Regions from separate parts of the Gossypium hirsutum genome. Here region 2 is linked to region 1. Evidence: chromatin contacts called from public Hi-C data. All regions are on one chromosome and are shown on one strand. The core of a region is the stretch at or near the end of the contact, and the rest is flanking DNA. Distances in the headings are between cores, read along the strand shown. Region 1 holds the start of LOC107963599 (NAC transcription factor 25). Region 2 holds the start of LOC107962287 (caffeoylshikimate esterase).

Region 1 (5,622 bases), core at 1,419-3,918:
ACGTAGTGATTATTAGTAGGAAAATAGAGATGAATACTAAAAAATTGTTTACACAATAGAGATGAAACTTCTTACTTTTGTAAGGGTTTTTTTTAGACACGGTATAATATTTTATTTAAATTCGACTCACAAGTTACTTTTTTCTTATATTTTGAATTAGATTATTCTCTCACTAAGCCTTTCTTCTAAAAGTTTAGATGTAAATTATAAACACAAGGTAATTCACTTATATTTTTTATATTAACAAATCAATTCCTAAAGTTCTATCTCATTTGTACTTTTAACCTAAACAAGTTGTTCAATATATGAGCAAAATAGCCTTGTTCAATTACTATCAATAACAATCTCTGATTCCCATAAAACAACTACTTAAAAAGGTATGCAATATCAATTATACTAGCACCGATTTTGTTATCAAACTCCTTTGAAGATTAAATTTTCTATTTAAGGGGATTTGATTGTATTGAGAATCTGAATTTAGTCTTAACTAAATCTTTGTCAATAAGTTGCTAACAATCCTCAAAGAATAAACAACTAAAGGCCCAAATAATTTTGGTCAAAATATGACAATCAAATTTTGTCAATTTTTTCTTGAGTTGCAATTGACATTGAAGCTTGTAGTTATATATGATCTTAATTGTTATTATTTCCTCAAGAGGAGAAACAAATTATGATTTGAATATGAAAACTTGGTTCTATTAATATAAATATGAATTGATCCAAGAATTTCAATCTGACCCAACATTTGGTTATAAAAATTTAATAATTTAAAGCCTTCCAATCGAACCCAAAATGAATCGATTTTGAAATGAATTTAACTTGAGATGGCTCATTATGATAAGATTAATTGACAAACTCAAAATGATTCAAACTTGAAATAACACAACTCAAACAACTTAATGTCAAATTGTTTTGAATTCAAGATATTTGAAAAGTTTTAAAACTTGTTGGAGAATTAGGAAATGATGAAACTTTTAAAATAAAAATCATATATTGAAAGAGTTATATAGGTAAATTAATTTATTTCAAAAATAAATTAAAAATTATTCTTCTAAGCATTTGAAATTTGGTGAGCAACCAACACAATCAAATTCTAATTAACAAAGGTATTTACATTTTTTATTGCTTTATCAATAAGTATTACTTTTTATAAAAATCAATAATTCAATTTTTATATTATTTTTATGTCTTTTACCATGTGAGTGTATTTATAATTTGCCTATATAGAGGAAGAAACGGATGTTAATAACTAAGATGTACTAATTGATGGCAAAAAGAAGAAATACAAAAAAGAACAAAGATGAATTATAATACCCATCAAGACGTTAAAAAAAAAATCGAAACTAAGAGCTCCAATTCATGCCATGAAGTATAAATTGTTGCCGAGAAACCCCATTGACAAGAGATCCAACGATCGTGCTAGTGTTGAATGGAGCGTTCTGAGGCAACTGATGACTCAGCAAAGAAACGAACGATGAGTTGGTATCATCAATGTCAGGGCTAGCAATGGAAATACTATTTAAATCACCATGGAATCTGGGTTTCCCTGATTGTGAACCTGTTGAATTTGGTTCATTATTCCAGTACTGTGGACCTGCTATTGCTTGTTTAACTGGGATTGAATTTGTCGTAGTTGCTGATAAAAACGCCATGGGAAGACTTTGCTTTGAGCTTGAAGAGACTGCGGTTTGTGAAATGGAGCTGTTTTGCATGCTGTCTCCTGTTAATATCCTTTTATAGCAATTTTCTTCATGTTCTACCAATGAACCATGATTTTGATGGCTAAAACTTGGCAAGGCTGAATGGTTTTTATCCTTTTCCATCAATCTTTGGCTATTGTTCTTCTTATAAATCCGGCATAGAACCCAATCATCAAGCTGAAGAGAAGACAAACAAGAAAAAGAAAATGATGATAGTCTTAAATATATGGGACTGTTAACAGATTATAGATATCTTTGTACGTACCCGTAAAGAAGCTCTCCTGTTGGGTAAGTCAACAATTTGAGCCTTTGAATTAGAATTACTGTCGATGAGTCTATATTCATGCATAATCCAATTCGTTTTGATCCCCTTCGGAGGCTTACCTCCATAGAAAACCAGAGCCTTCTTGACACCAACCTTTTGATTTCCATTCGAAGTTATGATGGGCTTATCTGTCCCCGTGGCCTTCCAATAACCCGAAGTTGTTGCTCTATTAGGCCTTGCTCCATTGGGATATTTCCTATCTCTTGGACTAAAGAAATACCACTCTTGCTCTCCAAAGCTTGCTTTATCTACAATATATGCACAATTCAAAGAGTTATGCACCAAGTATTTGACTGAAATACATGATTTGATCAACCAATAAACATGGTCTAAAATTAAATTTTTGGGCTCTTTATGTATACTTGGAAGCTCCCATGGATCGAACTTGTAAAGATCAACTTCTGCTATGATTGTAACCGGTAGAGGAACCGAAGCCACTTTCCGTTTGAGGTAGTGAACCACTAGCTCTTCGTCGGTCGGATGGAACCGAAACCCTGGTGGGAGCTGCGGGTGCGGCGAGGTGGATGATGGATCTGTACTCTCCATTAGTTTGCAGTATTTAACATTTTCTTTGTAATTTTTCATGAAATCTATAGAGTTCAAAGAATTGGTAACATGGTAGATGAAAGTAATGGACAAAATTTCAGATTACATGTTAAATGTTATAAGGTAAGGGGAGAGGGGAACAATGGGTTGGCTGACACCAATGGTCGGATGGCACGTAGGATGTTTCAGTGGAAGGTGTGCTGACAGGTTGAGAGCATGGGTTGGTAGGGACCACATAAGCGGACAAAAGGCAAGAAAATTGGGAAGGGACAGGTTTCTGGGATCGTAGGTTTCGAACTGTCTATACGCTTTCCATGTCATGCTTTTCTTATGTAAGATCTTCAAGCTTAGTTCAAGAAAAACTAATTTGTCAAGAGAAAATGAGTGTGAGAGGCGTGCATGCAAGCATGTCTGTTTTTGGCCATTTTTCTTCTTCTTCTTCTTAACAAAAATATATGAAAATGGTATTCCACCCACATTATTTACCAAAATAGTATGTTGTGGGTGATATAGAGGCGACACCAATTTTATATTTTAACCCCAATCATTACCTTACTATTTAAAAAAATTAATATTTTAAGAGTTGAAGGTGATGTAAAGGCAACATTATTTTATACAGTAAAAAATATGAAATATGATGGGGATTTAAGTGGCACCAGTTGTGCCTTCCTGATAGGCAGTACTAGTCTGGTTAAACCCATCAGCATTGTATTTTAGGGTTTCACTAGAAAATAGGTTTTATAGTTTATAAATAGTTTTAAGGTGTTGAAAAAAAAGGACGTGCTTAGAAGGCTTAGGTTAGTTGAGATATGCAAGAGAAAGAAAAGGGTTTAAAAAAAAAAAGAAACAACTTAGTAGTAAAGAAGATACAAGAGGAAGAGAGGTAATTTTTTTAGTGTAGTGTTTATTGTTATTTTTCATTTTTTTTTGGTTAAAGGAGGAGAGAAGGCAGCACCTAAATTGTTATTTAAAAGTAAATTGATTTTTTGTAGTTATTTGTTAATATTTTTTGTAATTAATTCTTTTTAGTACTAAATATTTGTTTGACTTAGTAGTATTTTTATTTAGTTTGAAGGTACATTTGTAATTTTTTTTTGTGGAAAAACTTTAATATTTGTTTGGATTTGTGGTATTGTGGTCTTTATTACTTTGATTTGTAATTTTAATTATTTATTTTTTTGATAGTATTTTTTTTTGAAATTGCATATTGAGAAATTTAATTATTTTTACAAATTTAGTACTAAAGTAGGATAATCAATTTTTCGCATGCGTTTATTTTAATGGAGTAATTTTGACAACAGTTGGATGTATATTTGAATGTCGTCAAAAAATAGCTCTGAGGTTTAATATAAATGTCTGAGTTGATGAAATGAAAGAAAGGATCAGTGCAAAAATTGTTAGACGTTTTGGGATGAAGATATTGAAATTATTCTACAAATTTGCAGTTTCATCAAATCCCATCAAATTCACCAAGATGGAACTTGTAGACGATGAAGACATAGAGACAATGGTCACTCTTTATTGTTGGAATTGGAGTCATTAAACTAATTCGATTAAGTTCTTTGCTGAGGTAGCTGATGTGGAACCATTTGAAGATTTCACTCCATTAAGTGAAGAACATGAAGTTCAAGATCCGTGTATAATGGTTTTAATAGCGTTCATTGATAGGTGAACAACTGTACGTAGGATTGACATTGATCTTAATGCTCTACCTGCGTTTGAGAACCTTAACCCGAGTCTCTGTTTACAAATACATTAATGGTGATTGAGACCAATGTGGATGATGATGATGGATATGATAATAATGATCTTTCTGATCATGAGGTTGAAGATTTTAGTGATCTCGATCTAAATGAGGTCCCGGATGATATTGATGATGAAAGTACGAATGGCGATGAAAATGTTAATATGTCTTTAGTTGGGAGCTCGAATCGAGGCATTGTGATACACAATGATCCTTGGGCACGCATGTGGAACATAGATCTCGATGTGATGCATGCATCTGAGTTCTTGGAGTACCTCGATATAGTACCTGCTCATCGGTTGGCCGTAGAATCCGGACGTAAAGAGGTTTTTATGGGCCAAAAATTCACAACCAATGAGGAGTGTGTATTTACCATTAAGCATTATAGCATGAATTTATCGCTTGATTACAAAGTCGTTGTGTATAAATCGACATTGTATATTGGGGAGTGTTGATGGTCAGTAGAAGGTTGCAATTGGCAGGTACGAGCCGCATTTATGCTAAAGTCACAAATGTGGGAGATTCAAAAATTTGTTGGGCCTCAGACATGCACTTCAACATGTATGACGCAAGATCAGCGCAAACTTGATTCCAAAACTATCTGCACATGCATCATGCAAATGGTGAAAAACATGCCGACCATTCCTATTTCGATATTGTTTCTTGAAATGTAAGAATGATTCCAGTACTGAGTGTCATACCAAAAAGTATAGATAGCTAAATAGATTGCCATGAAGTAGTTCTACGGAGATTGGGATGCATTGTACAATAAGCTACATAGGTGGATAGTCGCTTTGCGAGAGTACGTGCCAAGGATAGTCATTAAGTTGGAGACATGACCTTATTGCAGCCCGAACGACCAACTATAACTGGGAAGAAGAGTTTTCCATCGGATGTTCTGGATGTTCAATCCATGCATGCGAGCATTTCCCCATTACAAGTTGAATGTGCAAGTTGATGGGACATGACTATACGAAAAATATACACAGATCATACCTATTACAATTGCTGAAGATGGGAACTGGAACTTGCTCTCGATAGCATTTGCCATCATGGACAAGGAGAATATGAAATCATGTGAATTCTTCTTGACAAACTTGCGGATGTATGTTGTTGGAATGACAATATTTGCAACATATCCGATAAAGAGAATGGAATAATTGCCATGATTAGGCATTTTAGTGTTCCATGGAGATCCTGTTACTGAATCCAGCAAATCGTGGCTAACTTTCAGTAAGACCACAAGAATGCAGACTGGTGGAGACAAGTTGTGAAAATGGGTAAAATTTATTTTTAACATATGTTTT
Region 2 (5,757 bases), core at 2,781-5,280, 260 kb before region 1:
CAATGTATGTGGTTCTTTCGGCTTGTTCCTTTAGTTCGTTTTCATCTATTTTAATAACTGCTGCTCTTTTACAGTATTTTGATTATTTATAATTGCCTAGGCATGTTTCATTCAACTAGGAACAAATAAGGATTTTAGGAACAATTAGGAACAAATCCACTTTAAAGGATTTGAGTGATCACATAAGGATTCATTCAATTAGGATTAGATGAAATAATTGTTTGCTTATGTTTAAATGCTTCAGCTTGGGGTATGCTGAAGGATCATATTGTGCTCTATGGTGGCTTGTTTTGCCTTTCATGGCTAAGTACCAGAATCATCTATTTGGCATAATTTCTCCTTTTAGTTATTTATTTTTTAATTATTCTTCAACTTTTTAAGTTTTAATCTTCCGTTCTGACATCCATGCTTATGGTTTGTAGGATCCACCAGAAGATGCTGTTGTCACTATCTGTGGTCATGTTTTCTGCAACCAATGCATCTCTGAACATCTTACTGGTGATGACAAGCAGTGTCCCACCAAAAATTGCAAAGGTCAATTAAGTGCGTCTTCAGTGTTTTCGAATACCTTGTTAAGCAGTTCTCTCTCTGAGCAGCCTGGTCAGGATAAGTCTCTTGATTGTTCTGGTTCAAAAGTTGTTGAGGTAATTGGGCCTTGTCCTGAGGATAGTTTGAATGATTCTTCCAAAATTAAAGCTGCCCTTGAGGTCCTTAAATCACTAGCTAAACCTCAAGATAATAGATTAAGGACTAGTGGCTGCCCAGAAGGTTCCTCTGATATCCATTCTCCGGATTCACTAAATGGCCTTCCTGATGGAAAGGATCTGGTTATGGGTGCAACTCCGAATGATTCCAGTAAGGCACCTGGGGAGAAAGCTATAGTGTTTTCCCAGTGGACAAGGATGTTGGATTTATTTGAAGCCTGTCTTAAAAGTTCTTCCATCCAATACAGAAGACTTGATGGAACTATGTCAGTTGCTGCTAGAGATAAAGCAGTTAAAGATTTCAACACCCTACCAGAGGTTTCAATGATTTCTATTCTTCTTTTACCTCTATTATTTTGTACCCTATCATAGAGAGTGTGATATTCTGGTGTTCAGCAAATCTGCTTAACCATGAAATTCATTCCTTTCGTTTGTAGGTATCTGTTATGATTATGTCCTTAAAAGCTGCCAGTCTTGGGTTGAACATGGTTGCAGCTTGCCATGTACTTCTGCTTGATCTTTGGTGGAACCCTACGACTGAGGACCAGGCAATTGATAGGGCACATCGAATTGGGCAGACTCGCCCTGTAACTGTTTTACGATTAACTGTGAAAGATACAGTTGAGGATCGTATTTTGGCTCTTCAGGTAAGCTTTTCCCCACCCATGCAGGCACAATGGTCTGCTTTTCTCTTCGTGTTTAATTCCATAGCTTTGTCAAGCTGAAGAGTGTATTTGATGCTGATATGGTTGCTTGGTGCATAGAAAAGCATTGATGTATCTGATGCTGTTAATGGTCTTGACAAGTTAACTTTCAGTGTTATAAACATGGATAAAGCTGCCCATACACCACAGAGAAAATTTGAGCTTCGTGTGGGCTAAGCCTTGCCTGAATGCCTGAATGCTTATCGCATTATCTATCTAGCATAATCATAATTAAATATAGTTTAGAACTGAGCATTAAACTATTTTAAATTTGTGTATCACAAGTCCGGTCATATGGGCAGTGGTTGCTCTTGAAAGCCCTGGCGTGGATATAGTACAGCTAGTGGAAACCTCAATAGCTGTTGGGAATATATTCATGTTGAAACTAACTTGTGCTTGTTTAATGGCCGTATTAAAATGGCTTCCCAGCATCAATAGAACTTGCATGTTTACTTTCTCCAAGAACTTTATTTTCATTAAGGGTCTGCTTATTTTTTGTTTTCGTAATTGACAGCAAAAGAAGAGGAAGATGGTTGCATCAGCATTTGGGGAGGATGAAACCGGTGGGCGTCAGACTCGCCTCACGGTAGAAGACTTGGAATACTTGTTCATGGCATGATGTGTCACTTTTATAGCTACATCAGTAATTGGCATTAGCAAAACTGGCGGTGCTTAGACTTGCATCCCAAGGTCCTGTGCATTATGTTGGGGATGGACAGTCGGATCTCCCACTTCTTCCTGTAGAACACCATTTCACAACCCGTCTTCCCTGCCTAGCAGATGCTATGACAGGCAAGGGGCAAGGGGCAAGGGGCAAGGAGCAAGGGGCAAGGGGCAAGGGGCAAGGGTTTTTGAACACACACTGTTAATAGTATGAGAATTCTCATACCACATAGTCACAAAAGGAAAGTTAAATTTGTTTTGTTGGTCATTGATAGTTCTCAAACCTCACATCACCTATGACATTGTATATGGATATAGGGATAGGGCTCTTCCAAAGATGGTATAGGGTTGGAACTGGGCTATTCTTTTAGTTATGTAAATGATAGGTCCCCTATTTTTAATTTTCTTATTCTTTTCTAAGATACAGAAACTGAAATTTGTAGCATCATCGGTCATTTTGAGCATACTATTTATGGCCCTGCAGTGTATTCATTCATTAACGTCAAACCTTGATTATTGCGAATTAGAACCTTATGCTTTATCCCTGTACTAATTGTTACTTTCTTTTTTCAGAATACCCGAATATGATGATAGCACATCCCAATTCATAGGTCCAAATATATAAGTTTATTGAAATTGAATTACAAATCCTCATTAACATAATGTTGTTCCAATGAAACAGCATAAATTAAACCAGTTTAGATCTTTGTGTTACATCTATCACTCAACCAAGACAATATATCAGTACGAACAATCTCAATGTTTTCATCAGGTTCACCAAACAACAAGGAATGCCACATCCCTTCATAGATCTTCAAGGTCTTGTCTTGACTGGATGCTTCCTTGTACAAAGTCCGACTCACTTCCGGATCCGTGACAACATCTGCACTCCCATGGACTACTAGGAATGGGATACTTACATCACGCAGTTTTTCACTCAAAAGCTGAGTCACTCTCAAGAGTTCAACAACTGTCCCCAATCTGGGTTTCCCTCTGTATCTGACTGGGTTCTTGTTCCCAACAATCTTCTTTTCTTCTACTTTGATTGATTTGTGCAGAAGATCTTCGGTTGGTACAATGGCTAAAGTGGGCAAGAAATTGGAGATAAAAGTGAGGGCTTGAGGAATTGGCCATCTGGGTCTAACCTTGTCTGAGATTTTGCACATGGGTGCCACCAAAACAGCTCCTTGGAACCCATTTGGATCAGCAAAATGAACCAACAAACAAAGGGCACCACCCATTGATTCTCCATAAAGGAAACAAGGTAAAGCACCAAAGTTAGGATCTTGCTTGATGAGATTGAAGAAGGAGAGACAGTCTTGGACAACCAAATCAACATGTGGGACATAGCCTCTAAGGCCTTGAGACCTCCCATGGCCTTCCATGTCAAGGGCAAAGCAGGCAAACCCTTTCTGAGCAAGAAAGATTGATGTGGACTGGAAAGTCCAACTTATATCATTGCCATACCCATGGATCCCAAAGATGATGCCACGTGGAGGGCCAGAGAGTGGAAGCCATGATCTTGTGAAGAGAGAGAGGCCTCTTGTTGAAGTGTAGAACGATTTTGACCCTTTGATTCCTTGCAGCCTGTAATACTCTTCCTCTGAGATGTCGCCCCAGTAATGAAGGTTTTCTTCTTGTTCCACCATCCTTGGAGAAAAGATTGAGTAGATCAGATCGTTTTGGGCGTCTGCTTTTGATTGGTAAATAGTTTTGTGGCTGGTCCTTTAAAGAGGTTTCTTTACTCTTGGGTTGGACTAGTGGTTGAGTTGGGCTACCAAGACATAGACTTTCTTCCTCTTTGCACCTTCGGCTTCATCGTAGATTTGTGTAATTATACATTTTTTTTCTCATCTTTGTGATATTAAATGCTTGACTTAAAAATTGGTGCTAAACTATGTGTTTTTACTTAAATTCTTTGTTGTTACAAATAGTACTTAAAATACATTTTTTTCTTTTTCTCAGGGTGATATTCCTGCTAGTTCAACTTAGAAAAAGATAATTAACTAAAAATTATTATGTGACAAACAGAAAGACAAAAAGTGAACATTTTGAGCTTTATGATTGTGAATTTGTGATTAAAGGTTTTAAATCACCAGTTCTTTAATTAAATAAATTATTAAATATAAAAATAGGGAAAATTAATTCAACCACTCATATAATTAATTTTACTATATAAAAATAAAATATTTTTATTTATATTTAATTAAAAATTATATAAATATTAATATAAAACTATTTTTTTACCTTTTTTATTATAAACCATCAATCAAGCAGATTCACTTGAAATTGAAAAAGAGAAAAAAAAAAAAACCTAAACTCAACATAAGTGAGCAGGCTAATGAGACATGACGAATTTCCTGATTCGTGAACATTTATATATATTTTTTCTTAAAAGTAATTTTAGGGTTGAGGGTATGTACAATTTTAGTAATATCTTAATCCCCACCTCAAGATAATTTTATATTTTATTCGCATTAAATCTATTATTACAATCCAAGTTTGAATTCTATTTGGATAGCATTGCCCACCAAATATCTGAATTCACTAAATATCCAAGTTTAATATTCTTTTAAAAAATAGTTAAAAAAAAAGCATTTATAGAAAATTGAAAAAGTGAAGATGATATCTAAATATCTTATTTATAAAAGTAAAATAATGTTAAACAATTGATACATACAGTTTGATAATTATATCTGAATTAAATATTATTTATTCGAATCCATAAAAAAAAACTAACTTAATACTGAGAAATAAAAGTAAGAATTTTTAAAATTATAAACTTGGAACAAAACCGAAAAGAATGTAAAATAGGAGGGGTTTTTTTTAATTTAATTTTATTTAATATTTTGGATTTTTTTAACAAAAAAATTCGGTTCTGTTTTCAATTTCTCATATAATCTTCTGGGCTTTCTTGTACTTTGGTTTATTTTCTTTATTAATATTTTTGTTAATATATATTTCTTATGTCTTAATATTTTTTTATATTTTTATTTTTATAAATATTTCTTAATTATCATTAGTTAATGTTTTTGAGATTTTCAAAATGAGGTTAAATAAAAAAATTAAAATCCAATCGAATGGATTTTTGATTCAATATTTCAACCATTTATTCCTTTTCAATCATATTAGCTAGTTCTTGAGCTATGTTTCTTAAAAAAATACATTAATTGTTAAGATAAATTATATATATTTCCTAAGTCATGAAAATATGGTTGAAAATTTTATCAAACATTTTAAATGTATTTTCAGCACTTGCAAAAACTCAAAAACATATTCTATATGTGTTTCATAATGTTCCAAATGTTCTTTAGTCAATACCAAAGTATTTAAAAGCTACATAAAATGTTCTCAAAGGCATTTTGGTAGCTAAGTATCAATATTTGGGTTTTTACAAGTCATAGCTAACAACATTTTCTAAAAGGGCATGATATTGAGACTTACTAGGCAAGCCTTAAGACTTGGGTTTGCAAGTCTCGAGACTTAGCCTCTCAATGGTTACTTTTTATCTAAGTACTGATACCTCCTTGATAAATATCAAGACTTTAGTAGTAGAAATATTTTTTTTCATTCCAAAATTCATGCTTGCAACGGTTTCAAATTACCTCCAATGGCGATAAATGTCTACAAACTTATACTTTGGTATAAACACTCATCAAGAATACTTTAAGACTCAATAGAGACAT

What was found. Hi-C and Micro-C count contacts between places; a contact is called where the count stands out from the background.
Region 2: a Hi-C map of leaf shows a contact between it and region 1, with 1.9 times the contacts expected there. The contact joins the promoter of LOC107962287 here to the promoter of LOC107963599 in region 1. A contact is called at or near these places in 3 of 34 Hi-C or Micro-C datasets (hypocotyl, leaf and petal).

What each region holds. Positions count from the first base shown.
Region 1 is chrA06:90,940,691-90,946,312 of Gossypium_hirsutum_v2.1, reverse strand. It overlaps LOC107963599 (NAC transcription factor 25), which reads right to left and starts at 2,668. Exons shown (of 3, transcript XM_016900050.2): 1 at 2,388-2,668; 2 at 1,966-2,273; 3 at 1,243-1,877. The coding sequence starts at 2,610. The coding sequence ends at 1,344.
Region 2 is chrA06:91,202,849-91,208,605 of Gossypium_hirsutum_v2.1, reverse strand. LOC107962287 (caffeoylshikimate esterase) reads right to left here and starts at 4,030. Exons shown (of 1, transcript XM_016898604.2): 1 at 2,680-4,030. The coding sequence starts at 3,720. The coding sequence ends at 2,770. It overlaps LOC107962286 (helicase-like transcription factor CHR28), which reads left to right. Exons shown (of 12, transcript XM_041115684.1): 9 at 1-4; 10 at 423-1,022; 11 at 1,142-1,351; 12 at 1,923-2,620. The coding sequence ends at 2,027.